2 separate regions of the Mus musculus genome follow, and region 2 is linked to region 1. Evidence: chromatin contacts called from public HiChIP or PLAC-seq data. All regions are on one chromosome and are shown on one strand. The core of a region is the stretch at or near the end of the contact, and the rest is flanking DNA. Distances in the headings are between cores, read along the strand shown. Region 1 has its middle 11 kb from the start of Entpd2. Region 2 has its middle 13 kb from the start of Nrarp.

Region 1 (3,233 bases), core at 110-2,609:
CCACACTTGGCTATCTCTTGTGTGTGCTTGCACACCCGTACAGTGACATGGGTCCATTGACTCTGTCTCATACATGAGCAGTCTCAGCTCCTTAAAGACTCCCTGGGTTCCAACTGCTGGCACCGTGTGAGGCCCCAGCACCCATGACCTTCTTCCTGTTTCCATAGTTTTGCCTTTTGCACAATGGTGGAGGGAACCATTCAACACACAGCCTGTTCAGGGGGTTTCTTGCACCTTGACATACATATATATTTGAATTTCCTCCACATCATATCTTTGAATTGTCTACTAGCTCATTTATTTTCACATTTATTCATTTGTTAATGTGCGTGCCTCAGAGCCAGCTCTCTGGAGTTGCCTCTCTCTGCCCACCATCATGTGGGTACCAGGCTCTGAGTTTGACTTTATGTTTTCATGCATGTTTTGAGGCAGCAGTGGATTTTCTTTGTCAATCATTAATGTAATTCACTGGAAAAAAATATTAGAACAGCCTTGTGTTCTTCATGACTAATCAAAGTTGAATGTGGTCGGAGTGGCTACGGGACAGGGACATGTGCTTTCTTTCCTCGCAGAAGAAGAAAACCCTGTTTGGTTTTTATCAGCATTAGGCTAACTTCTTACAGTTACTTTCTGGGAAAAGTGTGCTTAGTATTGGGATCTCTAGTACTTGGATTTATGGCATGATCACCAGTAAAAACATGTGCAGGCCTGACATTTTCTTGGCATAATATTTTAACTACTAAATAATAGTTTATTATTAAATAATAATTTAACCTTTCAGTTTCTTTGGTGGTTATATGGCTAGATCGGTGCTCAATTTCTTCTTGAACATTGATTTTATATTTTTAAGAAATTATCCTCTTTTTTAAAAGATTTATTTTTTTTTATGTATATGAGTACACTGTAGCTGTCTTTAGACACACCAGAAGAGGGCATCGGATCCCATTACAGACAGTTGTGAGCCACCATGTGGTTGCTGAGAATTGAACTCAGGACCTCTGGAAGAGCAGCCAGTGCTCTTAACCACTGAGCCATCTCTCCAGCCAAGAAGTTATCCTTTTGAAATGGATTGTTACTTGCCTGGTGCCTAAGGAGGCTAGAGGGCTTTTGGAGCCCTTGAGATTGCTGTTCTGGACAGTTGTGAGCCACCATGTGGTTCTTTGGAAGTTGCTAGTGCTCTTAACTGCTGAGCCATCTCTCCAGGTCCCCTCTTTCATTTTTAAATGATCCCGTACGCATGGGTTCCAGAGACAATGCCTCTTGGCCCTCTGATGCCTCACTGGTGCCGGTATCTCATGCAACTAGAGGACAAGAGTGACCAAGAGACTAAGGAGCTTGTTTGTCACCAGTCATGACAAGTGCGTGCACAGCTCTTATCACAGGACAGCCTTGTGTAAATATTGCCTGCCTCACTGTGACAGTCAACCACCCCGTGACTAAAAGGCCTCTCTCACCAACCTTTCTAGCTAAGCCCAGGCCATCTCTTGCTCTTAACTCCTGATCCCTTTATGTCTAACCATGTTATTTCATGATGGTTGCATAAATGGAGTAATGCATATAACAGTAACCAATACTGTGATGGATAGATTTAGGTCAACGTGACACTAACTATAGTCAACTGAGAAGAGGAAACTTCTATTGAGAAAATACCTTCATTAAGATTGGGCTGTGGGCAACCAGGGCAAGATAGCAAATGCCTTTAGTCCCAGAAATCTGGAGTCAGATCTCTGAGTTCAAGGCCATCCTGGTCTACAAAGTAAGTTAGTTAGTTACAAGACAGCCAGGGCTACAAAGAGAAACCCAATCTCAAAAACCAACCAAACCAAACCAAACCAAACAAACAACAAAACAAAACCCCCAACAACAAGGAGACACTCTCCAGAACAGCCAGACCACCTTATGGAGGAAACTATTTGTCAGAAGCTCACAAAGGCAGAGAGAGGCTACAAATGTAACCTCCTCAAAGCAGGTCTACAGCTGGACAACATAATGTTGCAACTTTGAGCTCAGAGGCCATCTAGAAGCAAGGCTTGTTCCCCTCTGGGAGTCTTATCTTTTAAGACCATGGTCCTAGTAGATGACAGTCACTCACTCATGTGATAGAGGACACTGTGCTTTACCTAGAGTCCACTGATTTAAATATTAATTTGGTATTAATATTAAAGCAGTATTTGACCAAATAACTGGATACCCTAATATAGTCAAGTTGACAAGCAATTAAAACCATCATATATAGAATATGAAGTTTAGTGAGTTTATTTTTCATTTAAATTACTTTATTACTATTACTATTATTATTAATTGTGTGTATATATATAACAGGGTACACGTGTGCCACAGTGCATTTGTGGAGGTCAGAGGACAACTTGGTGAAATTGGTTCTTTTACACCTTACACAGGTTCTGGTGTTGAAGCTAAGGCAGTTCGGTGTGAGAAGCAAGCAAGAATCAGGTCAGCAGGCTTGCACAAAAAAAAATACCCTCAACCACGGAGCTGAATTTTAGTCTTTAAAGCAATTACCAAACTATTCTGCATGGTTGCAGCTGGCTCTGGGAACTGAGGATTTCTGAAAAGTGACGCCACGTGCACAGCTGCGTGTGAATGACAGAGCTGCTCTGCTTCCTCACCAGCGTGCCACCTGACCAGTGTGCCACCTGACCAGGGTGCTTTGGTTTTGCTAGTCTCAGTCAGGGCTTTTGTGTGGCTCACTTCTTCCCGAGCACAAGTGTCTGTCTGTCTGCGCATCCTCCTTGGAGGGACAGCTATGCCCACTGAATGCCCCAAGAGAGATTCCAAGTTATCGTCCTAGAGAATCGCTCCTTGTTTTGTTTTTGTTTTCCAGACAAGGTTTTTCTGTATAGCCCTGGCTGTCCTGGAACTCACTTTGTAGACCAGGCTGGCCTCGAACTCAGAAATCTGCCTGCCTCTGCCTCTGCCTCCGGAGTGCTGAGATTAAAGGCGTGTGCCACCACGCCCGTCTTTTTGTTTGTTTGTTTGAGAATCGCTCCTTATTATTAGGTAGCTGCCATGTGTTATGATTGGTAATATCTCTTGCCTAAAAACCTATTGTTTGCCCAGCATGCTGGTGGACGCCTACAGTCCCAGCACTGAGGAGCCCTTGGGATTCAACCTCTGCTCCTGCTTGTGTGGAATTACACTGGCCCACTCTGAATGTTTTTTTTTTTTTTTTTTTTTTTTTAGGTAAAATGATTTTCCTCTTCCTCCCATCTTCA
Region 2 (2,764 bases), core at 15-2,514, 220 kb after region 1:
CGAATGGTTGTGAGCCACCATGTGGTTGCTGGGATTTGAACTCTGGACCTTCAGAAGAGCAGTCGGGTGCTCTTACCCACTGAGCCATCTCACCCCAGGCCCAGTCTTCTTTACCTCACTGGAAAGCAGACGCTGGGGCCATGGCCCTGTGGTGGGACCCTTTACTCAGTCTTCTCTGGGCTCTTAGGCCTAAGTTGTGGGGGCCAGGGTCTTACAGGTTGGGCCATTCGACTCCCAGGTTTGAAAGCTAGTGGTCTGCCTTGTCTGTGAACAGCATGTGAACCTAGAGCTCTGTACACTTCATGGGTGCTTCAGTCCCTCTGTGGATCAAGTTGTAAGGCCCACGGTCTGGACAATGGGCCATACACAGCCCACAGGTTATCAGCTCCCTTCAAGAGCAGAACACTGTCCCTTACAAATGAAGCCAAGCAACGTGTGAACTATCTTAAAGAAAAGCAAAACAAAACCCAGGCTCTGAGGTAGCCCTGGTTGGCCCTTGCTGTTTAGTTGAGGATACCCTTGAACTTTTGATCTTTCTGTGCAGGGATTACAGAGATGGGGTTTATGCACTGCTTGGTGTGGGGGAGGGGAGGGAGGGGGGAGGATTGTACTGGGGCCGGGCTTTCTGCCTGTTAGGAACACTCCACAGACTAAGCTCCATCTCCAGCCCTGGGGGAAACTTTGTTTTCAGGAGTTCTTATCTAGAAGAAATCTGCACTTGCTAAAACTGGTCAGGCTTTAGGAGCCCCAACCTAGTCAGTGGTCAGCGCAGGCGCAAGACAGTAAGTGTAGGTGGAGACTGGGGCCTCTGAAGACTGAGGCTCTGCTGCCCCGGGCCACTCTTGTCAGAGAAATAAAACAGGGTCTGGGCCACACAGGACGCCTCCTCCCAGGCCTGGCAGGGGCTCCCCCTCTCCACCCAGTTCACAAACGAAATACCCACCCCCCCCCACTTCTTGAGGCCCCGCCCCAGTCCCTGGAACGCCATTCTCTGTGGGCTCTCGCCCCCACCCCCCCCCACCCCGTAGGTCCTCCTTCTCTTCCATCTCCCAAGATTCTAGGGTGCCCTTCTCGCTGGTGCTTTCTCCAAGCCCCGGGGTGCCTTTCTCCCCACAGGTCCCGACTCACTTCTCCCCGGTGTTCCTGGGCACCACCCCCATCCCCCACCCCCGCCCCCTAGTCCTTGCACGGAGCAGGAGGTTCCCAGACGGGGGATGGGCAGCGGCCGTGAGAACGCGCCGGACGGGCAGGCGTGGGAAAGCGGGAGGAGGGGCGCAGGGCGGGCGGGGCGCGCCTGGGAACGGCCCCCGCCCCCGTCACTGCCTTTGAAAGGGCCACTCAGGGCGCCGGCGGGGATTCAAAAGCAAACGGCCGCCACTGCCTTCCCGCCCCAGACGCAGGGGTACCCGTTGCAGGCTGCCCTGTCTTCCACGGGTTGGGCACTACCCATTATGGGTCAGGGGGTGGCCCCCCACCAGGGCCACCACCCACAGCAGGTGGTAGACCCCACATAATCCCTTGCCAGGCAGTTAAGCGGGCAGGGGTCTCAGACTTGAAGTAGGGGACCAGAGAGAGAGAGAGAGACCCACCAAGAATGGCTGAGGATTGTGAGGGGGTGGTGGCATCAAACTATCAGAAGCAGCATACTGATTCACAGGGGCTCGACCAAAGGCAACCACTTGGACCACTCCAGGGCTCCCCCACTGCCCAAGCTGAGTAGGTGTGAGACTAGCAGTATAGAGATTGTCAGCGTAGAGGACATGTGACCAACAGGGGCCTCTCCTTTGCCTTGTTACAAACTCATATCCCGGAGTCCTAGAGAGGCTGTCCTGCTTCCTTAAGGTGGCCATGGACATTTCCTGGGCAGAACTGGCTTGGGAGGGTTCTAGAGACCCCAGATGTACCTGTCAGTGGGCTGTGTCTTTTCTGGGTAGACTCGGGGCCCTGTGCAGGTAGAAGCAGTCTGTGTCTGCCTGTGTCAGGTGTCCATCCAGGTCAGGATGTGCTCCAGTGGCACTGCAGGCCTGGCCTTGTCACCCTCAGCACTCCCCCAGGCCTTTCTTCCTATCCCCCCCCCAACTCACTTCTTTATTTTCAGTCTCAAGGGTTCCTTCCTTTCTTCATCACAGAGTGAAAGCGCCTGAATTCTAGGCTCAGCCACCCAATGAGGGCAATGGGCCTTCTGTGTTGAGCAAGCTCTCTTGGCTTCTGGGATCTCAGCAGTTTGGCTTCACTGGGGATGAGGGAAAGACTGTGCTCAGCCCCTGTGGAGGGCAGATCTTCCTGGTCAGAGGCTCTGAGAGGTCCCAAACTCCCTTCCCTTCCTAGTGTCTAGAGCACAGGGAGGGTGGGGACTTAGGAGCTGGCTTTTGACATTTCTTGCTAGTGGACATTATTTGGGGCACTGATAGGGTCTTCTACTTGATGCCTGCCCTCTTTTCATTTTTGTTTTAAATTTTATGAGAATGGATGTTTTGCCTGCACGTGTACCTGTATCACATGTGCCTGGTGCCCACAGAGACCAGAGGAGGTTCCATGGAATTGGAGTTACAGATGGTTTTGAGTCACCATAAGGGTGGTACTAGGTACTGAACCTAGGTCCTCTAGAAGAGCAACCAGTGCTCTTAGCCTCTGAACTGTCTCTCCTACCCTGCCTACTGAATCTTGTTGTCATCTTGAGACAGGATCTCTCTTTATAGTCTTGGCTGTCCTGGAACTCGCTATGTAGATCAGGTTAGTCTTGAACTTAAGAGATCTGCCTGGC

Evidence for each region. HiChIP or PLAC-seq counts read pairs in DNA pulled down with a chosen protein or histone mark.
Region 2: a contact with region 1 is called in a FOXA1 HiChIP or PLAC-seq map of pancreatic cancer cells. The contact joins two enhancer-like sites. A contact is called at or near these places in 4 of 39 promoter capture datasets (the SN4741 cell line, embryonic stem cells, liver and 1 more), 1 of 484 Hi-C or Micro-C datasets (group 2 innate lymphoid cells), 5 of 115 datasets of contacts at active chromatin or transcription factors (the SCID.adh cell line, embryonic stem cells, large pre-B cells and 1 more) and 3 of 9 other capture datasets (adipose tissue, liver and pancreatic islet).

What each region holds. Positions count from the first base shown.
Region 1 is chr2:25,382,842-25,386,074 of GRCm38.p6, reverse strand. No RefSeq gene overlaps it. Among named protein-coding and RNA genes, the nearest start is that of Entpd2, 11 kb to the left of the region's middle. Within about 2 kb of position 1,359, at least 15 of the 459 cell types and tissues checked have an H3K27ac peak or open chromatin away from gene starts, as enhancers often do. A contact at or near this core is called in pancreatic cancer cells and pancreatic islet, where this site is marked.
Region 2 is chr2:25,166,646-25,169,409 of GRCm38.p6, reverse strand. No RefSeq gene overlaps it. Among named protein-coding and RNA genes, the nearest start is that of Nrarp, 13 kb to the left of the region's middle. Within about 2 kb of position 1,264, at least 171 of the 459 cell types and tissues checked have an H3K27ac peak or open chromatin away from gene starts, as enhancers often do. A contact at or near this core is called in pancreatic cancer cells and pancreatic islet, where this site is marked.